Linked DNA regions of Hordeum vulgare: all the other regions are linked to region 2. The links are chromatin contacts, called in public HiChIP or PLAC-seq maps. All regions are on one chromosome and are shown on one strand. The core of a region is the stretch at or near the end of the contact, and the rest is flanking DNA. Distances in the headings are between cores, read along the strand shown.

Region 1 (3,411 bases), core at 896-3,395, 310 kb before region 2:
TACAGCATGCCGTCGTAGTAAGTCCGTGTGGTTCCATTAAGCGCGCCTGACAAGGAAGTAAGGCTCAGAACCCAGTCTTCAGAAGTATCATGCCCAGGGAAAGCCTGACAATAATATTGAACATGGTGTTAGAAACTTAGAATTATAACATCCATATCCATAATTTAATCACAATATCTTTCTAATTAGATGGCCAAAATTATCGGACCCTTACTCTCAAATAACAATGTGCTATAACACCAATTATTGGACCCTTACTTCCTCCTGCACTGCCGTAACTCTATTGAATTTTAACACTAAATATTTTAAATTACTGATTACTGAGTACAAAATTATCCTGTAAAATTTCGTCATATTTTGGCCGCATGAATTTCTCATGCAAGATGGGGATGGCTAGTGTCCGCTTGAACAGCATGGCACCAAGTTCCCGGCATAGAAATGCAACAAGCAAGATCCGCAAGCCACATGCATAAAGCCAAAAAAAAAGGGCGCACGCAATCAAACGGAGATGCTCATTTAAGCTGCAAAAGTGCACTGCAAGCAACGTATAATAAGTAAAAGAAAAGAAAAAATAACAATGGACAATGGATGCTGCCGACATTAAGAACACATTATTTGGACCATCCATAGAAAAGCGCTTTAAACTTCATGCAAATGCAGTGATGCTAATTTAGGTGCTTCGAACCAGTACTCCTGATCACAAGAAAAGCCCCTCGGAAAGCATAGGATAAGCATGAACATTCTACCACCAACAACAAAGAGCTATCGTTTCTGAGTAAGATCTGAAATCTCTTATTGTACCTTCTCAGCGAGCATCTGATGCAGCACCCTCACAACCTGCGCGCCCGCCGAGTGCCCCACGAAGTGCACCGGGTTCTGCTCGTCCCACACCGGATAATGCCCTGCCCACAATTAGAAACCGCAAATGAAGAACTCTAAATACAAACTCATGCGAGGCCATAGTGCCGCAGTGATGTTGTGTTCGTCCAAATCCTCACCAGTGTCATAGATCCTGCCGAAGCGAGTGTGCCCATAGACCTGGCTGTGCTCCACGCCGTAGTCCACCTGTCCCCCCTTGAGGTAGTAGAACAGCTCCCGCGCCCTGCAGAACCACCAGATTCCCCAACAATCAAATTTCCAGTCAATACACTATACTAGTACTAGCTAGATTTAATAATTAATAATCATAAGCGAATTCAGGATAGCTCATCAGGATTTAAATGGGTGTCCAAGTCCAACCACCAAATGATCAAACAAGTTTGGTAATTTCCCTAGCCACCCACCTGTCATGGATGCTGGTGAGCGACCCCAAATCCGGCACGAGCACGCGGTCGTCCTTCTTCTCGGCGCCGGCGAAGTAGGACATCCCGCCGAGCCTCTGCGCGCAGACAAAAAAAATAAAGGAACGCGTGAGCACGCCTCGCCGGCATTTGAGCGAACACCCGCCCACCCGCACAAGGAGGGACCGCAGGTACGTACCCCCTTGCCGAAGCCGAATATGCCGTGGACGAGGACGATGGGCGGCGGCGAGCCGTCGAGCACGACGGGCGCGGCGCCCTGGCGCTCCTCCTCCTCCCCCGCGGCAGCGACGTCGACGAGCCCCGCGGCCGGGGGCGGGCGGCGCAGCAGCGGGCACCCGGACGCGGCGGCGGCCTGCGAGATGTCCGCCGCGACGGCCGTGCTGAACACGTAGAAGCCGAAGAGCAGGTGCACGGCCGCGCTGACCCCGAGCTCCACCAGGCCCAGGATGAACCTCGCCATCGCCCCCCGCCAACAGGCCGCGAACCGGGCGGCGGCGCGCTTCCCCCCCTCCTCCTCCTCCTCTTGCCTCCCCGCGGGAAGAGGAAGAGGAACGGGGGGAGCAGGAGAGGAGCCGGTCACGCCTCCGGGTCGGTCGCGGCGCGTCTTCGTTTTATTCCTCCCCTCCCCTCTCCTCCGTCGCTGGCGTGGCGAGGCAAGGCAAACCGCTGGCTGTCGCGCGCCCTCAGCGTCCTCGCCGTCTCGCGCTGGTGCGTCCGTCGCGCGAGGTTCTCCGTCCGTCCCCTCTTGCGCGTCGCTAACTTTGGGGGCCAGGCTATAATCGTACGGTTTTTTTTGCTATTTATAAACGCGTCGCATCCACCGATCGACCATGTGTGCGACGGACGGGGTGCGGGTCGGAGCGGGGGGTTGGGTCTTGGCTGGGGAAGGATGGGTGGCCGCCTCGCCCTATAGCTCGCGGTGTGGGCGTGTGGCTGCCCGCGGTTGGTTGGTTGGTGGCTGATCTCGTCTCGTCTCGTCTCGTCTCGGGGTTTGGCGTGCGTGGATGGGGCTTGGCGTCGCAGCAGCAACCTTTGGCTGCCGCGGATTGCGCGGCCACTGGCCAGTAGGGCGTGGCCGCGTATCACCAGTTGGCACCTGGTAGGGGGCAGTCGCCAGTCGGGACCCGCCAGCGTTGCGTTGCGTTGCTGTTGGGCCATTTGTGTGGCAGGAACAGTGGGTGCATTACCCAGTTTTTTTTTCCGGTGGGCGAGAAGGTTCTCGACGAACCACGAGTTTGGCAGCTGCTTCTGAGAATCCGATTTTTACAGGCGAGAGGCAAGGCAGTACAACTAATTGGAAAACATTGGCATGAAATCTACACGCTGTCAGATAAAAAAAACATAGCGTGCTACGTAAGTATTTCCATAATGTTTCCTTTTGTACAACACGCGACGCAAATTACTACTCTCTTCGTTTCTAAATATAAATCATTTTAGAAATTTTAATATGTGTCCACATACGAAGCAAAATGAATGAATCTATATTCTAAAATATATCTATATACATCCGTATATTATTCCGTAGTAAAGCCTCTTAAAAGACTTATATTCAGAAACGGAGGGAGTAGCATATATGTGGGCTCACTATTGTGTGATTAGGAATAAGTGGCATCAGACTTTTTGAATGGAGTGAAAGGTAGTATGTCTCTTATGCAAGTAAGGAGGTTTTAAGCAAGTGTGTCGCACAAGCCATTACAACGTATGTCATCAGCATTTTCAAGCTCCTTTTTTCTGTTTGTGATGATCTTTCGAAAATGATGAGACAATATTGATGGAGAGCGGAGTACAGACGATGGAAGATTGCATGGACGGCCTGGGATAAATTATTATTGCCAAAATCTAAAGGAGGTATTGGTTTCCGTGATATGAGGGCATATAATCAGGCTTTGCTAGCCAAGCAAGCCTGAGGGCTACAGCCCGTGAGTCTCTTTGTGCATGGCTCCTACGTGCAAAATACTACCCAAATGGGAGTATAGTAGAGACGGTCTTCCCTAGCAATGGTTCGACCGTGTGGGAAGGAATTGAGCATGGTTTGCCTTTAGTAAAAAAGGGGTACGCTTTCGCGGGTGTGGAGTGGTGAACACATATGGGTTTGGAGAGACCCTATATT
Region 2 (3,366 bases), core at 73-2,572:
CCTTTTTTGGAATGCCAGAATTTAAGACAAGGCTCCCTTAACCATTCGGCAGTGCATCGGTGGAGAACACCATGAGCCCGTGACCATGGGGGGCAAACACATGGCATGGGTTGGAGTAATGACAACTTGGATAGAGGACACAAGGGCTGGAGTAGTTGCCAGCTGTGAGGAAGACGGGGAAGTGGCAGCATTGGAGGTGGTCGGTGAGGAACCTCCAGCGGCAGAGGCAGCCGGTGGGGAATGAGAACAGGAGGAGGCGGCTGTTGGGAGAACCCCCAGCAGGGGCAGTGGTTGGCCAGGACTCGCGGTGTTCGTTGGAGACCGGCAATGATGTCGGAAGTTCATACATAAAGGGATAAGACTCAATTTCCACCTAATATGGAGAAGGGAGGCTCTGATTTTGGAAGCCCTTGTTTAGTTGCGCTATATGACTCTGTAGTAATGGGCCTCAATTCCAATGCGCAATTCCGAATACATCCAAGCAGCCGAGTCGACAAGGCTCAGTTCCAGTTCTCCAATTCCTTGCCACAATACCAACATCCAAACAGGCCTAAGGTATTTTGGAGGTGACCACACAAGCAGCATACGAAGCAGAACTCTCAATTACTGCAGTAGACATGTATGGATTCATATCCCAAAAAAAGGCATGTATGAACTCTTTTCCCTGGTCTACGAAAGCCAAAAAGGATCCATTTTCATCCGCATCAATAAACAAAATTTATAAGCGGGCAACAAAATCAATGCTAGTGCACGAACCCAGATCAACCCCAAAACAATCTTTTTATTCGTCTACAGATCCACATCAGAAAATATTTATACACTTATATGCTCCATCCTAATCCAGTTCCAACCAACCGCCAGCCCCAATCTATTAAGAAAAATAGAAACTTTTTCTTCTAAAACGATCAGAACAACGACGGGGGCAAACCCTAAACAGTCCTAAAAATCCAATTTTGAGCAAGAGATGTCATCCGAGGCTTTAAGCAGGCCAGACGAAGGTGAAGAACAGGGTTGCAGAGGCACAAACTCGTTTTGGCTCGCTGCCGCCGGAGCCACACCGACCGGCACATGGCTTTTCTCTTCGGATCCCCAGAGCTGCTCATCATGGGCTTGAGAGGACGACGTGCGATGCGAAGGCGGCCGAGTAGACGAGAACATCTAGGGAAGGCGGAAGTGTGGGATCAGATCGGCGGCGGTGCTCTACTGCTTTACAGGATGAGTTTGGGGGCGGTCAAACCTCCCAATTTATTAATGGGGTCGTGTTCGATTTGGCCCAAATCCGTCTTGAAGGGTCGTGTTCGTTCTCCGGGAGCACCTAACTGTTGGAAGCCTGCCGCTGGGGCCACAGGACCAAGTCCCACTAGCGCCGAGTCCTACGTACAGCACAAGACGTGCTCCACTTCGGTTACTCCATGATCTGCACGTCACTTGTATAGCTGGGCAGTTAGGATACTCTTGTACTGTACTATTTAACCCCTTCGTAGGCATGTATGAAAGGTACTGTGTGTGCATAATTCCTCAATCCAACTTGATAATCAGAGCCTCCTTCCTGCTAGCCCTCCATGGAGACCGACGACTCTTCCTCCTCCAGCGCCCACAACGGCACCACCTCTCCGCTTTCGCCCCTAGTGATCGCCCCCGATCACACCCTCCCCGTTGCTTCCGCACCACCCGCCCCTGCGCCCGCCGCCATGACTATGCTGCCTCTTGCCCCACCACTCCCCACGGCGGCTCCTTCTCCTCTCGCCGACGTCCCTTCCATCCACAATCTCACCAACATCAGCACCCTCATCCCCTTCAAGCTGGACGTTCAGACCGGCAGCTACTCCAAATGGCGCGAGCTCTGGCGCTGCGTCCTTTCCATGTATTCGGTCGCCAGCCATGTCGCCCACTACTCTGATCCCGCCCTACAGACTCCGGCCTGGCGCCATGCCGATCTCACCCTGCTCCTCCTCATCTACGCCACCATCACCGACGCTCTCTACGAGGTCATAGGCGGCGACGGCAACACCGCGTATCGGGCCTGGGCAAAGCTCGACGAGTTCTTCCTCGCCCACCAGCCCGCGCAGGCCGTCCACTTCACGGCCGCCTTCCGCGCCCTCACTCAAGGCGATCTGCGGATCGCCGAATACTGCGGGCGCCTCAAGGCACTCGCGGACAACATGGCCGACGTCAACGAGCCTGTGACGGACCGGACTCTCACGCTCCAACTACTCCATGGCCTCTCTCGCACGTACCAGGTGATCGCTACGGTCCTCCCCATGCAGACTCCCTTCCCCACGTTCACCCAAGCTCGCTCCCGGCTCCTCCTCGAGGAGCTCAACCTGGATGCACGTGACCGCGCCGATGGCTCCAGTGCTCTCGCCCTCGGGCTCGGCGGCGGTGGGCTTCCTGGGAACGATCGTGGCGGCAGCTCCCCCGAGAACGACACCAGCGGCGACCGTGGGAAGGCATCCATGGACCGTGGCGGCAATAGCAGTAGCGGCGACGGCGGTCACCCTGACCGTGGACGCGGCGGCGCCGGCGGACGTGGTCGTGGCCGCGGTTACAACGGTGGGCGCGGTCACCCTAGTCCCTCCGCTGACGGGGCTCCGGCGCAGACGCCCTGGATGGGGTACTTTGCGCCCTGGGGTGCGCCTTTCCCTCCGGCCGGCGTGCGCGCCTTGGGTCCCTCCCAACGCCGCCGGCGTTCTTGGCCCCAGGCCCGGTGCCCCACAGCAGGCCTACCATGTGTTCTACAGCAGCTCCCCCGCGCGTCCTGCACCACCACCACAACAACCCTCCTGGGATCCGGCGGCCCTCTACTCCACCATGAACTAGATGACCCTGCAGCCGCCCGGCAATGCCGACTGGTACCTCGACACCGGGGCCTCCTCCCACATCACGGGCAACGCAGGTAACCTCGACATGTCTTGTTCTGTCTTCGAGCAGCATCCTCCTATCATCGTTGGCAATGGATCCCGCGTCCCTGTCGTCGCACTGGCTCCACTTCCCTCCACTCCTCCTCTCGCCCTTTATATCTTCGCAACGTTCTCATCTCGCCAGCTCTGGTTCCTAATCTCGTTTCCGTCCGTCAATTTACAATTGATAATTCTGTCCCTGTCGAATTTGACCCCCTTGGTTTTCCTTTAAAGGATCTGGCCACACGTACACTCATCATGCGGTGCAATACCTTCGGTCCTCTCTACAAGTTCGGCGGCTCAAGACCCTCAGCACCTTCGTCGGCCTTCTTCACTGGCGTCGACGATCTTTGGCACCGCCGCTTAGGGCACCCGAGTGGCACCTCCCTCTCTCGCCTATCCTCGCTTTTTCTTCCCGATTGTAATAAACTCCCTACCCCCTCTAGCTCATGTGAAGCTTGTCGCT
Region 3 (3,562 bases), core at 80-2,579, 440 kb after region 2:
AATTAGGCTGCAAAACGACGATACTACCTACCTTATCCCGCGAAACCTGCTTTGGATCCACCAAAGCTAACTCAAAACTAAACCCACAATTTGCATCGTGATGATACGGCATGATGAGCCTTAATTACGAGTATACATTCGATCCCATTCCTTTTGTTTATGTAGAGAGTATATGTACCCAACCGTAATCCTGCAACAGTATTCGGCACGCAGGCCCACCAAAGCCATCGCCATCCACACGAATCTGACACCAGTACTTGCAACTGGAGACCGGGACACACGAGCACGTCCAAACGCACGTCCCGTATGGCCGCATGCCACGCGCACTGATCCACCCGGCGCTGTCACGCACAGACCCCGCTGTCTCCCGCCATCCTCTCGACCGCGCGCCACAGGCGCCGGGTCTCGGCGAGCGCGTCTTCGGCGGGCAGTTCGGCGCGGCAGCACGGGCAGGTGTTGCGGCGCGCCAGCCACCGCAGCGCGCACGGCCAGTGGAACCGGTGCCCGCACGGCCGCAGCCCGCACACCCCGCCGCGTCCGGGCGCCATCTCCTCCCTGCAGATCGCGCACGGGGTCCCGTCCCCGGGCGTGGTCGGCAGCGCCAGCACTGTCGCCTGCGACGCGCCTCCGCGCCCCACGCCGTCCTTGCTGCTGCCGCCGCCGGCGCCAGCCACCGCGCGGTCCTCCGACACGACGTCCGCGAACCGGCGGCACTTGGCGGCCGCGTCGAGGTAGGGCGCGACGGTGGCCCAGGGCGTGCCGCCGAGACCGGAGATGGAGAGCGCGTTGCGCACCGCGTCGTCGACGAGCAGTGCGTGCCAGTCCACGGGTGAAGCGGAGGATGCCGCCGGGGAGTAGGAGTCGCACATGGCCACGAGCAGGAGCGCGGCGTCGAGGTCGGGCGTCGGGAGGCGGAGGAGGTGGTGGGAGCCGTCGGGGGAGAGCGCCGGGAGGAGCATGAGGAGTGAGCGGAGGAGCACGCGGCCGAGCAGCGCGGCCTTGGCTGGGAGAGGCATAGAGCGGAGCCGCGCGAGGGCGCGGGCGAAATGTGGCGGGGAGAGGAGGAGGAAAGCGAGGCGGCCGCGCTGCCGGCGCGCGTCCGCGGCAATCGCCCGGACCAGCGAAGGGAACTGCACGGACATGGATGAGAGGAGGGCGGCCATTATGGTTTCGGACGAGGAAAGGGTCGGCGAGTGGGCATGGCTGGCCTCCATCGGGATCGCGGGCAGTTTTGGAGGAGTGGACAGTGGAGTGAGATGGTGGGAAATCTGTATTTTGCACGGCCTTTTATATACTGAAAGTTTTGGAGGGCAATGAAGCGTGTGTGGGAACTTGTGTTAACATGGGATGTCGCACTGGTGTAACGTACTACTCTCCCTCCGTTTCTAAATATAAACCTTTATAAAGATTCAACTAATAGACTACATACGGATGCATATAGACATATTTTAAAGCATAGATTCATTCATTTTGCTTCGTATGTAGACACCTGGTCAAATATCTTAAACGACTTATATTTTGGTACGGAGGGAGTACTATCTTCATCTTAAAATAAATTACTGAAAAATAATTCAACTTTATACTGATTACAGTATAAAGTTGAATCATTTTTGTGTCGTTTATTTTGAGACGGAGGGAGTATCATTTAAAGCATCTACAACCGTAAGACCGGCGTTTGGGCCGGATTTGTGAGGTCCGGTTGGGTGCGGGTTTTACATTCGGTTAGTGACCGGATAACCCGTTGGGGGGTTCGAGATGAATATGAAAATTCGGTTGTAGATGCTATTACATCCATCGAGTATTCGCAATCGAAATAGTGGATCCTTATCTCCAACCTCAAAACGGATATGGTATTGTGCACAAACCGATGAGGACCAGTCCACGCGCGTTGATACAAGAGCCAACCATCCAGAGATGTTCTTAAATGTCTGCCAAATTTAATCAATTTAAAATTCAGACACGCACAATCATATAGCACGCGATTGGTCACATATCACCTCCGTCACAACTAAAAAGAGACAAGTATATCTAGTTCTTACATGCCCAATCACAAAAAATATCAGCCGGCAATCTACGCAAAAATTGGCATGTTGGACCGGCAATCCGAGCTTCATCGCTTACTCTATCGTTGTCGCCTTCTCAATCGCCTTCTCCGCCTCTGGTTGATCTTTTTGTCGCTTCAACATCTTGAAACGAATGGCTTGCGCGATCATCCTTGCATTGTCATCCAAATCATCAATCTTCAAGGTTACTATATCCGCCTCTACACAATTGTAGCATCGATAATAAACAATTATTATGAACAAGGAAATATATTAATAACTAATTCATTATTGCCTCTAGGGCATATTTACAACAGTCTCCCACTTGAACCAGAGTCAATAATCTACGTCACATCACTATGTGATTCACACCCAATGAGTTGTGGGGTTTAATCATGTTTGCTTGTGAGAGAGGTTTTAGTCAATAGATCTGAACCTTTTAGATCCGTGTGTGCTTTACAAGTCTCTATGTCATCTTGTAGATGATGCTACCACGCTTCATTTGGAACTATTTCAAATGATTGCTCCACTATACGAATCCGGTTTGCTATTCAGAGTCATTCGGATTGGTGTCAAAGTTGCATCGACGTAACCCTTTACAACAAACACTTTTATTACCTCCATAATCGAGAAACAATTCCTTAGTCCTCAAGTTACTAAGGATAATTCTGACCGCTGTCCAGTGATACATTCCAGGATCACTCTTGCACCCCCTGACAGGCTCATGGCAAGGCAGACATCACGCGCGGTACACAACATGGCATACTATAGAGCCTACGACTAAGGCATAGGGGACGACCTTCGTCCTTTTTCTTTCTTCTACCGTGGTCGAGCTTTGAGTCTTACTCAAATTCACACCTTACAACAGTTTCAAGAACACCTTTTTTGACCGATCTATTTTGAACTCATTCAAAATCTTGTCAAGGTATTGTTGGAAATATGCCCTACAGGCAATAATAAATTGGTTATTATTATATTTCCTTATTCATGATAATTGTTTATTATCCATGCTATAATTGTATTGATTGGAAACTCAAATACATGTGTGGATACATAGACAACACACTGTCCCTAGTGAGCCTCTAGTTGACTAGCTCGTTGATCAAAGATAGTCAATGTTTTCTGGTCATAGACAAGTGTTTGTCACTTGATAACGGGATCACATCATTAGGAGAATGATGTGATGGACAAGACCTAAACTCTGAACGTAGCATATGATCGTGTGAGTTTATTGCTACTGCTTTCTGCATGTCAATATATCTGTTCCTATGACCATGAGATCATGCAACTCCCGGACATCGGAGGAATACCTTGTGTGTATCAAACATTGCAACGTAATTGGGGGACTATAAAGGTGCTTTACAGGTATCTCCAAAGGTGTGTGTTGGGTTGGCGTGAATCGAGACTGGGATTTTTCACTCCGTATGACGGAGAGGTATCTCGGGGCCTACTCGGTAATACAACATCACAATAAGCCTTGCAAGCAATGTGACTAAGGAGTTGGTCACATGATCTTGTAT

Evidence for each region. HiChIP or PLAC-seq counts read pairs in DNA pulled down with a chosen protein or histone mark.
Region 1: an H3K4me3 HiChIP or PLAC-seq map of embryo shows a contact between it and region 2, with 9 times the contacts expected there. The contact joins the promoter of LOC123441358 here to the promoter of LOC123399834 in region 2. A contact is called at or near these places in 2 of 6 Hi-C or Micro-C datasets (leaf and seedling) and 1 of 1 datasets of contacts at active chromatin or transcription factors (embryo).
Region 3: a contact with region 2 is called in an H3K4me3 HiChIP or PLAC-seq map of embryo, with 10 times the contacts expected there. The contact joins the promoter of LOC123412506 here to the promoter of LOC123399834 in region 2. A contact is called at or near these places in 1 of 6 Hi-C or Micro-C datasets (seedling) and 1 of 1 datasets of contacts at active chromatin or transcription factors (embryo).

Annotation. Positions count from the first base shown.
Region 1 is chr1H:414,573,834-414,577,244 of MorexV3_pseudomolecules_assembly, reverse strand. LOC123441358 (lipase-like) reads right to left here and starts at 2,145. Exons shown (of 8, transcript XM_045117832.1): 1 at 1,480-2,145; 2 at 1,284-1,378; 3 at 999-1,102; 4 at 802-902; 5 at 4-104. The coding sequence starts at 1,761.
Region 2 is chr1H:414,263,832-414,267,197 of MorexV3_pseudomolecules_assembly, reverse strand. It overlaps LOC123399834 (FBD-associated F-box protein At5g56370-like), which reads right to left and starts at 1,322. Exons shown (of 5, transcript XM_045094219.1): 1 at 1,028-1,322. The coding sequence starts at 1,106.
Region 3 is chr1H:413,824,865-413,828,426 of MorexV3_pseudomolecules_assembly, reverse strand. It overlaps LOC123412506 (E3 ubiquitin-protein ligase SGR9, amyloplastic), which reads right to left and starts at 1,329. Exons shown (of 3, transcript XM_045105462.1): 1 at 929-1,329; 2 at 836-926; 3 at 1-834. The coding sequence starts at 1,214. The coding sequence ends at 345.